Linked DNA regions of Mus musculus: region 2 is linked to region 1. The links are chromatin contacts, called in public ChIA-PET maps. All regions are on one chromosome and are shown on one strand. The core of a region is the stretch at or near the end of the contact, and the rest is flanking DNA. Distances in the headings are between cores, read along the strand shown.

The links. ChIA-PET counts read pairs in DNA pulled down with a chosen protein or histone mark.
Region 2: an RNA polymerase II ChIA-PET map of memory CD8 T cells shows a contact between it and region 1, with 5 times the contacts expected there. The contact joins the enhancer-like site here to the promoter of Ptger4 in region 1. A contact is called at or near these places in 15 of 39 promoter capture datasets (3T3-L1-derived adipocytes, the HPC-7 cell line, HPC-7-derived erythroid cells and 10 more), 2 of 15 datasets of contacts at CTCF or cohesin (large pre-B cells and pro-B cells), 13 of 484 Hi-C or Micro-C datasets (the C3H10T1/2 cell line, CD4 T cells, CD8 T cells and 8 more), 21 of 115 datasets of contacts at active chromatin or transcription factors (the 230-238 cell line, CD8 T cells, the NIH/3T3 cell line and 14 more) and 5 of 9 other capture datasets (adipose tissue, embryonic stem cells, liver and 2 more).

What each region holds. Positions count from the first base shown.
Region 1 is chr15:5,241,099-5,247,083 of GRCm38.p6, reverse strand. It overlaps Ptger4 (prostaglandin E receptor 4 (subtype EP4)), which reads left to right and starts at 2,897. Exons shown (of 3, transcript NM_008965.2): 1 at 2,897-3,401; 2 at 3,889-4,823. The coding sequence starts at 3,386.
Region 2 is chr15:5,552,505-5,558,489 of GRCm38.p6, reverse strand. All of the region lies in intron 2 of 5430437J10Rik (RIKEN cDNA 5430437J10 gene), which reads right to left. Among named protein-coding and RNA genes, the nearest start is that of 5430437J10Rik, 59 kb to the right of the region's middle. Within about 2 kb of position 3,794, at least 28 of the 459 cell types and tissues checked have an H3K27ac peak or open chromatin away from gene starts, as enhancers often do. A contact at or near this core is called in CD8 T cells, the MNK3 cell line, the SCID.adh cell line and 8 more, where this site is marked.

The DNA.
Region 1 (5,985 bases), core at 1,648-4,147:
TTCGGCTTTGATTCCCAGCATCCACAGACCAGCCTTCAGCTTTCTTTCTGTGACACCAGGTCCAGGAGATCCAGTGACCTCTTCTAGTCTCTACAGGCAGCAGACACACATGTGGTGCACAGGCATCCATGCAAGCAAAAGACCCAAATGCATTGAAAATAAATAAATCTTAAGGAGAAAGAGAAGGCAACTCCTTACAGTTACAGAACATAAGAAGGAACATTGTGTTTTTTAAAAATGGTAGACCAAGCGCTAGGTGTGGTGGCACATGCCTTTAATCCCAGCACTCGGGAGGCAGAGGCAGGCGTATTTCTGAGTTCAAGGCCAGCCTGGTCTGCAAAGTGAGTTCCAGGACATCCAGGGCTATACAGAGAAACCCTGTCTCGAAAAAACAAAAACAGACAAAAAAAAGAAGATATAGATGAGCTTCACTGCATTTTGTTTCAGCTTCGTAAACTGGATTCTTATTTTCTGTTAGCTTAAAGCTATCGTGAAGAAAGTCTAAAAGATTAGCAAGCAAATGTCTCAGTCAATAACACATCCAATAATAGACACTGATTTTTCCCAATAGTATACTTTAAGATACTTAATAATCGTGCTTTTTAGGTGTGTTTTTAATAAGGTCTCATAATACAGCCCAGACTAGCCTTGAACTCAGTCTTCCTATCTCAGCCTTTCAAATGTTGTGAATACAGGTCTGTACCGCTATGCCCACCTTAATATACTCTCTGTCATGAAAAATTAATACCAACAATTTTTAATTAGAAATTTCTCTGAAATGTCATAACTGTTCACAATTCATCCTTACTCTCTTTGCAAACCCTCTCTTACCTCCAAGATCTCTGCTTGTCTCCCTCTCCCTCCTTTCTTCCGTTCCAACCAATCCCTTTCCAAATTTTGTGAGCCTGGGCTTGCTTTATATCTAGTTTATCCAAGGCCATCTGTGTGGACTGAAACTATTTCCTGTAGCCTGAACTACACCAGTATTAATTTTTTGCATTTCAGGAACTTAAAGAGGAAAGAAACTGGGAAGGAGTTTGTTAGCAGGCTATGAGGAATGTCGTCTCATGTTTTTCTGACAACCAGCTAACATGAGTACCAATCATACAGTGTGGCCGGTGAGGAATGGGGGTGCAAGGTAGTTTCCGTCCTTATTTTTCTGGTGTTGATTTGTGTTCTGTGCTGACACCATTCTAGAGATTACTCTCCAAAGGACATGCAGACACCAAAACGACATCAATGGTGACAGCAGACTCAAAAACTGAACATCACCACTGACTTTTTTTTTTATCAGCTAAGAATGCTTTCCCTTCTGATGTTCCTGATGAAAAGGCTTGCACACGAAATGTATTTTGATACCCACATGTTCCCTTATACAAGTAAACACAATTCTGAGTACTTCTCTAGGCTGAAGTTAGTTGAAATCGTAAAATCTTGGTTCTCTCACTACTCGTTTGTTTCTGAGGCTTGCTGAAGAATCATAAATTCTTGGCAGATTTAAAAAAAAAAAAGATTTATTTATGTGAGTACACTGTAGCTATCTTCAGACACACCAGAAGAGGGCATCAGATCTTATTACAGATGGTTGTGAGCCACCATGTGGTTGCTGAGAATTGAACTCAGGACCTCTGGAAGAGCAGTCAGTGCTCTTAACTGCCGAGCCATCTCTCCAGCCCCCATAAATAACAGTAGAGGCATACCTACTTGTTTCACACAAGATTCAAGCCACCTAGTTACCCGGTTAGATGCTAAGCATGGAGTGAGGTTTTTGTAAGAAGTTGAATTGTTCAGAAAACCATACTACAGTCTCATTGTGTAGTTTTTAAAGGATCTGGTGACAGGGTTTTAATTGCCCCCTGGTGTTTTCCGATCTTAAATTCTGTTTTTTAGGAGAATAGTTGATAATTAAGAAATGATTGTTCCTCATCAAAGAAGAAGCCGAACAAACTATAAACCAAAGAATAGGGAAAGGCAAATAGACCTTTTCCGAGTTAACAAAGAGGCAACGCCTGGAAATTCGTTAATTTGCTTGAATTTCAAACCCCTCTCATCCCGCAGGTGAAGATGGCTAGCAGAAACTGAACAGGAAAGCACTTGTTTCAGCCTTCCTGAGGAAGAATGCTCTCTCTCTACAGTTAAACAGTCCCCCTCAACTAAATCTCAGGTGTGCCTGTGGGCCACAGGTCTCCAAAGAAAGCCCTAAACTCTGCCATCTAAGTGAGAAGTTGCAGTTCCGTGTTGCTCGCCTTCCTCCCCGCCTCCGCTTTGGTGCCCTATTGAGCGCAGCTAGGGCACTGCCAAGTAACTCCTTTTATGGTGAGAGGATGGATTCTTAGTCGCCTCCCCGCCCAAGCCTGGTACCTACTCACCGTGCCTCTGCCAAGTCCCACCCGGAGCTCTCGGGCGTACACACCCACGGACAACCACACACCCACTTTTCCTCTCCGCTCTGTGGCTCCCGGGTAGAGCCCTAAAGCAATTGTCCCGACATCTCAAGACCCACATGTTTGATCTGTGGGTGGAAGATGCGAGAATTTAACCACTCTAACCCGCAGAGCAATGTAGACCAGACACAGGTCCCAGCATCATTCCCGCTAAATGCCCAGCTTGGGAGTGGCGAAGCTCGAGCTGGCGTTTCCTGGGGACTCGATCTGGGGGGTTTCGGTACCTTCGAGGGAGGGAAGGCACTGAAGCTGCACCCGCAGCCGGGTGGCACCCCCGCAGGTCCCTCCAGACCTCCGCAGCTCTCCGCCCCGCCCTCCATCACCGGGCTCCTAGGCGGTGCTAGAGGAGGTCTCGCCCCGCCCCCTTTCCAGATCAGCCAATGGAAGCCCGGGCCGCGCTATGACTGTCTCCGCCCCCTCCGGGGAAACTTGCGGGAGGAGAAAAGTTTGTTCAGAGGCTGGAGACGCCGAGAGCGAAGCTCGAAACCCGGCAGCGGGAGAGGAAGATGAACGGCCTCAGGTCAGAGCCCCAGGCCCAGTGGACCCCGTGCCGCCCCCAGAGCCCAAGGAGCGGCCTCAGCGGCAGCCGCCTTCTCCGGTAGCTGTCCGTTCAGCCCGCTGCTGGGGAGGAGGGAGCCCGGACCTACGCTCTGTTCCACCTGCACGCGTGGCGGCGACACACCTGGACGCTGACCTCCCGCACTAGACCTGCGCGGGCCCTGCAAAGCTGAGACTCGCCTTTGAAAGGAGGAGGCGTTAGTAAATCAAACAAGAAACCCCAGACTGGTCTTCACCGACCCATCCCGCTAGCCTCTCTGGCTTTCCAAGCTTTTTTGAAAGCAAGATACTCTGACCTCAGTTCCGGAAAGTTGGCAGCCACCGAGCCCCGGTTCCGAGACAGCAAAAGCTTGACAAGTTCCGCACTGCGTGGGAAGAGACTGATGGCTGAGGTTGGAGGTAGGTCCTGAACATCTGAGGCCTGAGCCTTGGGCACACCGGGCTCCTAACCCCACCCTACAGGTAAGTCGGGATGGAGGTCTTTGCGTGTTCAGGCGCTCTTCCGGGAAACCAAAGAACAGAATGTCCCATAGTGTCCCAAAATGTCCATAACTTCTTTCGATGAGCATTTTATCCATTCTGTGGGGAATATCACTAGGGAGTCACTTTTCCCTTGAGAAGGGTCTTGCTCATCTCGGCGAGGGAATGAGCTGATTATGGAGCGGTGGGGGTGGGGATAGGCGGGAAATAAATATATTAATGTCAGCAGAGCGGTGCTCTTGACAGAACGGATCCAGACCTTGGGAATTTAAGTAGTCACAGTTAATGAGTAGCTACCGATGAGGAAGTTGGATCTGGGTGCTCTCCTTATCTCTGCGACACAGCATTTTGGCCATGGGTCGAACACCTTGCAAGTGGTAAATGGCTCGTTTCTCTTTCTCTCTAGGTACCATTCCTAGATCGAACCGTGAGCTCCAACGCTGTGTGTTACTAACCACCACCATCATGTCCATCCCCGGAGTCAACGCGTCCTTCTCCTCCACTCCGGAGAGGCTGAACAGCCCGGTGACCATTCCCGCAGTGATGTTCATCTTCGGGGTGGTGGGCAACCTGGTGGCCATCGTAGTATTGTGCAAGTCGCGCAAGGAGCAGAAAGAGACGACCTTTTACACTCTAGTATGTGGGCTGGCTGTCACTGACCTTCTGGGCACCTTGTTGGTAAGCCCGGTGACCATCGCCACATACATGAAGGGCCAGTGGCCCGGAGACCAGGCACTGTGTGACTATAGCACCTTCATCCTACTTTTCTTCGGTCTGTCGGGTCTCAGCATCATCTGTGCCATGAGCATCGAGCGCTACCTGGCCATCAACCACGCCTACTTCTACAGCCACTACGTGGACAAGCGGCTGGCCGGCCTCACACTCTTCGCCATCTATGCATCTAACGTGCTGTTCTGCGCGCTGCCCAACATGGGCCTGGGCAGATCCGAGCGGCAGTACCCGGGCACCTGGTGCTTCATCGACTGGACCACCAACGTAACGGCCTACGCCGCCTTCTCTTACATGTACGCCGGCTTCAGCTCCTTCCTCATCCTTGCCACCGTGCTCTGCAACGTGCTGGTGTGCGGCGCGCTGCTCCGCATGCACCGCCAGTTCATGCGCCGCACCTCGTTGGGCACGGAGCAGCACCATGCGGCTGCCGCCGCCGCGGTAGCTTCGGTGGCCTGTCGGGGCCACGCTGGGGCCTCCCCAGCCCTGCAGCGCCTCAGCGACTTTCGCCGCCGCAGGAGTTTCCGGCGCATCGCGGGTGCGGAGATCCAGATGGTCATCTTACTCATCGCCACCTCTCTGGTGGTGCTCATCTGCTCCATTCCGCTCGTGGTAAGTGTTTGGGGCCTGAGACCCACTGGGCCTCTCTCCTGCATCCATCCGCCTCCACGCTCCCCTCCTTTTCCCTGATTCCTTTGGGGGGGGGGGAGGTGGGCAGAGTTTTCTCCAGTTCTGAGCTGGGACCACTTCAAGGCTTCTCTGAGCAAACCCAGGTTTTCCTTCTAAGTCCTGACCTTAAAGAGACTCAGGAGGTGATTCCCCGCCCCCAGGTCCCCTGAGGTTCTTTCCCCGAAAGCAAAAGTTCTGAGGTCCCCTGGACAACCCCCTGTGCCCCCTCCCCTGCCAGGTTCCCCTTATTGCCCTGTTTTGCTTTGCATCTTCCCTGAACCTTCAGGCGGGATCAGTTAGATGGGGGGAGGGGACAACTCACTTGCGTTACTTACTCTAGCGCTCCACTCTGTGGCCCAGAGTCTGCAAACCCAGGGCGATAAGCTCTGTTGAATTCATTTCCTTGGGAGAGAGAGAGTGCGGGTTCAGCCTTTTTGATTTCTTCAGGCCTTGACTTTTTTCTAAATTATGCAGAATTTTAAAGTTAGAATAGTTGAGTTGCTTTTCCACTTAAAAGCCTAAGGACTCGCTTCACAGAGGAGTAAGAGGGCCTTGCTTAGAATAATCTTGCAGACATAGTCACACTGCTCCCTGCCCTCCCCCAAGCCTCCCTTAGCCCCTCCACCGCCTACCACCCAAAACCTTGAACAGACTCCTGAACTGGGTATGGTTCAAATTCAAGTTCCTTATTCTTTTTGCAAGCTAAGAAAGCATGACGGACTAGTTGGTGTGCACTGCCCTTTAATTTTTAACGAGCAGGAGCAATGCAGTTTCTCCTTGAGGGAGACTCTAGCCCTCACCACTGTAGTATTAGTCTCTCGCTAGAACACTTCTAATTTGCTCCTTTGTGGAACATCTGTCAGTGTCTTCATGTGCTTCATCTCTGAGGACCAGAGTCTTTAAAGCTGCCATCAGCAATGTCGAAAATATTGCAAGCAGAAAGGAGCAAATGCCTCTTCCGATCTCTGCTTTTACATGTGACACTGACAGAACGCACCAGAAACAAATCATTGGTCCAGCAGAATTCTTCATCTAGAATTTATCTTGTTTTGAGCTCTATCTCTCAAAAGACTGCTTTCCCAGAAATTCTAAACTACCTATTCAA
Region 2 (5,985 bases), core at 2,545-5,044, 310 kb before region 1:
TGACTAGCTACTAACTGTCAAGAACAAAGCTCCACATGAGCCACAGACCATGACAGAGTGTGTGTTTCATAAAGCCTGAGTGAAAGATGATCACTCACTGGGACGCACACAAAGGGGTTTCTTGAGTTCCTATTCAGTTGTAGGACTGTAGTGATATTTACAACCATATCAATTTATTTAATTCTCACACAATTCCTAGGATTTTCTAGGAAAGGCAGGTTTGGGTTCCTTTTCTGGCAATACCTGTGATTTACAGACGTATTAAAACCTTGCATATGTCACTGGGATATCGTTATTAGGGCACACACCAGAATCTATAGCTCTTACACAGTACCATCTAATCCAAAGGGCAGTTTAACCTTCTTAATAAGTTTTCTACTGTTTCACAGAAAAGAAACTTATTTTGGGTGTAAAGAAACAGAAAAAATATTAATCCTTTGCTTTTTGTTTTTGTTTTTTTAAAGCACAAAGGCATCATTTGACATATTTCTGTTCTTGTGAAGAGTCTGGCAGCTTTTTTTGGTCATAGTAAGTCCTCAACAAATGTCATTTGCAAGTAAAAGTGGCCAGTGTCGGTTTGAAAGGCTTTTTTAGGAATATGATTTAAAACACAGACAGACTTCACAATAGACCAGAACTGGTCTGTCTATTGTTAACCTTTACATAATAAAATCAACAGAGACTATTAACTGAAGCCATGCAGGGCTTGACCATGATTGAGTGATGAATGACCCATTAGCCTAGTGTATCTCAGAAAGTTGGCAATTTCTACTTGGCAAAATGGACTTACTGTATTTGTGTCTAGAGTTTAGTTTGTCTTGTTTAAAATGTATGATTTTTTTTTTACGATGAAAAACTAAATACATGCTTTAGCCGAGCTTTATAGTAAATTAATAGGCAAAGTACACAGAGCGCCATAGTGTCTGGAATTAGAACATAATTTTCCTTTGCCAATCTTGAAAGAGAGGAAGTAGGTTGCTTAAAATACCAGCGCACTGAGTCCCTGGGGGTCTGGCTGAAACCTGGAAAGTCTTCTGTAAATGTCTGTATATTTTCATTTGGTGTTTTAGAGAGATTGTATTTCCTGATTTAATAATACATATGGCAGCAATGGGAGTTATTTTAACATGTTGTGAATATGAATCTAGCACATAGACCTATGGAAGGAAAGGAAGGAGGAGGGAATGAAGAAGAGAAGAAACAGAACAGAAAGCAGATTGCATCTGTCATATGTGCTGTTAACAGAAATATAAGTTCCATAAGCCATTACTCATAGTCAAACACCAGAGTTACAATAGTGTCAGGACCACTCCATTTATTTACTGACTGTGATGGACCGTATGCATCGTTACATCACCTGACCCCTCTACACTACTAGTGTGGCAAAGTGTGATTTTTATGCACACTTTGCAAAAGAAGAACTGGGTGTCTAAAGGGAGCTATGGAACCTGATGAAGACTGCAAAAGTTGAACTGAAAATCCAGTGGCCCACCCAGGTCTGATCCTACAGCTCAGTGGCTATGATACCACTAGCTTGTTGTTTTTGTGCCATTTTCCTCAGTCTTCATTTTTGTTATTTTGTTTTAGAAAGTGTGGACAGTGAAAAGCACTCTGAGGAGAAAAACAAACCCTTTGACTTAAGTTATAGCTCCAGAGGCAAAGATATGGTAGTCAGATTTCCTCAAATCTATTTAAAACATGATCACCTGCACAGACACAGAGAGAGAGAGAGAGAGAGAGAGAGAGAGAGAGAGAGAGAGAGAGAGAGAGAGCACATCTCTTCCTGCACAGCCCTACGAATCAGATCAGTCCCTGTAAAGAAGAGTCATGCCTCAATAATAAGATTCTGGGCTTCACTTATGTGCTATTTTGCTTCGCTAACTTGCCTGTGTCTGTCAGATCACTATATTTAGAAAGCATGGAATGAGGTAATAAAAGGGTATGGAATGTGGTGCCACCTAAGTTTTATTATTCTTACCCTTGAGAAATTACATGATTGCAGCAACACGGATTTGGTAAGGCATTTTAGGCTGTCTTCAGCACATTACTAATAAAATAGTCAGGAGTCTGTATTTTACAGAAAATACCTACTTGTAATTTTATAAGACATTCTACTATTTTCAAATGATTCTACAGTCAACACCCTACCTAAAGGCCAACCTAACTTCGAAATAATCTAGGTTATTTTAAAAGAATCCAAGTTGTTTCTTTTATTTGCCTATCCCATCAATTTATATTCAATGAAATGTTCTCTCTCTCTCTCTCTCTCTCTCTCTCTCTCTCTCTCTCTCTCTCTCTCTCTCTCTCTCCTCGTTAGGTTAGACATACTACATCCCATTTCATATTCTCTGGAGGAATGCACTAAAGTAGATACATTCCTGTTTCAAGCTCATAAAAAATGGGCAAGATGACATCATTTTAATTTTTACTATAAGAATAAAGGTGATGCTGAATTCCAGAGGATTTCAAACAGAGGATGTGGACACAGTGCTATTCTTTCCTCACCAGTGCAGCTACCATAAGGGGATATAAATATAAGTACACAGACTTATACTGGATTTCGCTCTAATCTTAGCCCCAGTCAGAAGACAGGCTTCAACAGGCAAGCCACGCTCTGCCCTGGTTCTTTTGCACTCTTGACAACCCCAGTGCATTATCTCTCTGTATACCTTCACTTCATCTCTTTGCCTAGAAGGTGGCTTCAAGCTATTAGTTCCTCCATTGAACAATAGTATGAAATGAACATCCTGAGAATGCCAATTAATTAATTAAGCCTTTAATTGCTCTGTAATCACTCAAATGCCCTCACAATGAGGACAAACCTAAAGAATGACCTTCAAACTTCCTTCAGACCTCAAACATTGCCAAGTGGGATTTCCCTTGGCTTTCTACCATTACTTGGCCGAAAGCCCATTCAGTCTTATTTCTCCGTGTTCTTGCTTTTCTTGGGAGACTTACTAATAATAAATCAGCTCCACATAAATGCTAACTTCAGTATCTACTTCTGAAGCCAACCTACAACGCTGAGCGCTTGCAAGGCAGAAACTGTGCTGTGTCAAATCTAACAGCCACAGAAGGTACCCAGCAGGAACCACGATGAAGCCTGCAAGGAAAAACATCTGAAACATTCCTCCATAAGAAGGTGGCACCTGTGCCTCTAAAATACAGATATATAAAGTCATAATTCGCGTTATTTAAGAGAACAGAAATTCCCAAGCTGACAAAATAATGTAAGTACTAGTTTTGAGAAGAAATACAAGCAGAAATGCAAAATTACTTTACAGCAAGTTTTTCCACAAACAGGGCAAGACAGGATGGAAAGCAGACGTGTCAGGTAAAGGGGAAACCCCACAATCTAAAAGCCTGTAAAACCTAAAAGTAACAGTTTGATCATGATGGGGTGCCCCCTCCCTGTAACTGAAATGATTATATGCCCTAAAATGAAAGAAGCAGTATGTGAACGAAGGCTTATGTTTAAAATGGTTGAAGAAAATAATGAGTGAAAATGTAACACCAAAGAAAACCCATAAAATTAGGTTTTAGGGCATTCTAAGAAGATGCCCCTTCCCTGCAGAAGAAAAAAGCTTCCAGAGAGAACTAAGTTCCATGATGTTTACATAACAGGAGAAGTCTCCAGCCACGAGCATTATTGTAGCAATTCAGAGAATAAGAAATAAAAAGTGATTCTGAACTAGCAAAATGAGTTCTTACATTCTTTACTGAAAACATGAAGAAGAGAGAGAACTTTACCACGAGCACGAAGCAGAAAGTACAAACAGGAAGTGAGGCAAACCTATCCACAGTCAAAGCCCACCTCTGGTGACGTACTTCCTCCAGCAGGACTCCATCTCCTAAACCTCCCCAACATGCCACCAATTAGTGACCAAGTGTTCAAATACCAGAGATTGTGAGGGACATGTTTCATTCAAACCACTACATGCATGAAAAGCAGTCATTGTTAAAATAAAGTTTCAAAAATAAAATACTTCCTTTAAAAACCCAACAGTTTATTTCTGTACAGAAACTTCTGAACGTAAAAATATCTAGAATAGTAGTGTTGACACAATAATTTACACTAATCATTTAGCTATTTCTGCATGTTTTAGCTATTGCTATTAATAATAAGGTGTCATACTTTATGAAGAATGTTTCCATTTACTATGTTACTATAACTCTAATTATGTTCATGAAATATTTTTCCAATATTTCACATGTTAATAAATGGGAAAAGTTTGACACTCTTGGTTGGCTTTTCCCCACAGGCATCATTTTTCACTAAAACTATTTTTTCTACCAATGCTGGTAACTTTCGATGGGCTTTAATTTTTTTCCTCATTGAGCTGAACACTCATTTCAGTTCGAATGCTTCCTCTCAGGCACCTTATTATAAGAGTTAATCCACGTGATAAAATCTATCAGCTAAGTTTTCTTTATGGTTGCTGAAATCCAAATACTAAAAATTAAAATTGTTGTATCAGATTCTGGTATAAAAGCTAATTTGTTCAATTAAAGCTAGCATCTCTATCAAAAGACTCAGGATAAACAAATCAAAACTATACAGTATAAAAATGAAATTAACATTCAGCTGTCATTAATTTTATTCATGTGCTGCATGGCTTTATGTCAACTTGACACAAGCTAGTCATTAGAGAGAAGAGAGGGAGCCTCAGTTGAAAAGAAAAATCTCTTCCTAAGATTGAGGTGTAGCCAAGCCTGTGGAACATTTTCTTAATTTGAGATTGATGGGGGAGGGCCCAGCCCATGGTAAGTGGTGCCATTCCTGGGCTGGTGGTTCAGGGTTCTATAAGAAAGCAGTCTGAGCAAGCTATCATGAGCAAGCCAGTAAGCAGCACCCTTCCATGGCCTCTGCATCAGCTCCTGCCTCTAGGTTCCTGCCCTGTTTTGAGTTTCTTAGCTGATTTACTTTGATGAGGAATAGTGACATGAAGTGTATGCTGAGCCCTTTTCCCCCCAAGTTGGTTTGGTCATGGTGTTTTATTAAGCAAGAGTAACCCTAACCAGGACAGCTAAATATTTTACCTATTGTTATGAGATAAATATGACTGTGTTCTATTTATAAACTTTGTCTTACTAATTACATAGGACTGAAATAGTTTAAAGCTAAAGTTTTACACTCATCAGCGATTTGATTTAAAAATTGGGAGACTGAAAAATGAAAGCACAAATTAAATAACGTACTTTCAAGTGAGTTCACACTAGAGATAGACATTTAAGATGATTCATAAATTGAGATTTTAAATGTCCCAAGTCTTTTAAAACATTATTTTTGAAGAATAACAAGGAAAGCTGCAAGTGCTACTGTGCTAATATCATTTTTCAACAGGATTGTTCTTCATCCTATTGTTCTATGCACAAAATCACCATCATGTATGAAGCTTTTAAAACACCGGATCTCAATTTTCTCATGTGTGTGTTGACTAAAACTATTGAAAGATGTGTTCTAATGGAAAGAGCGAGGAAAAAACGGAGAGAATATTAAGTAAGAAGCCTCGGTATACTGATATGAAAAAAGCCTTTCTTCTCAAAAATTCACCCCCTAACCTCTGGAACCTGTTAGTCTCACTTTATATGGAAAACACCGCTTTTCAACTGTGAGGAAAGATTTAAGATGCTTTATTCAACCTGCATTGAATGCAAATGTGACCACTGTAACCTTAAAAGAGAGAGGTGGGGCTTTCTTTCACACACAGAAAAGTCAGAAACCTGAAGGGTGGCCTAAGTCCAGGAGCCACCAGAAGAAACAAAAGGCAGGAAACAGATTACCACCTGCTCCTCCACAGACATGAAATAGTGAAACTATTCTAGACTCTGCCTCCAATATAAGATATACTGAACTCCAAAGGGCTGCAATGTTTTTTAATTTATAGAGATAGAAATTCATGGGCCCAGTACACATTATCATTCCTTTTTAAAATTCATTCCTTTACAATATCCTTGATCTTATCTCCTAAGCATACTTCATAA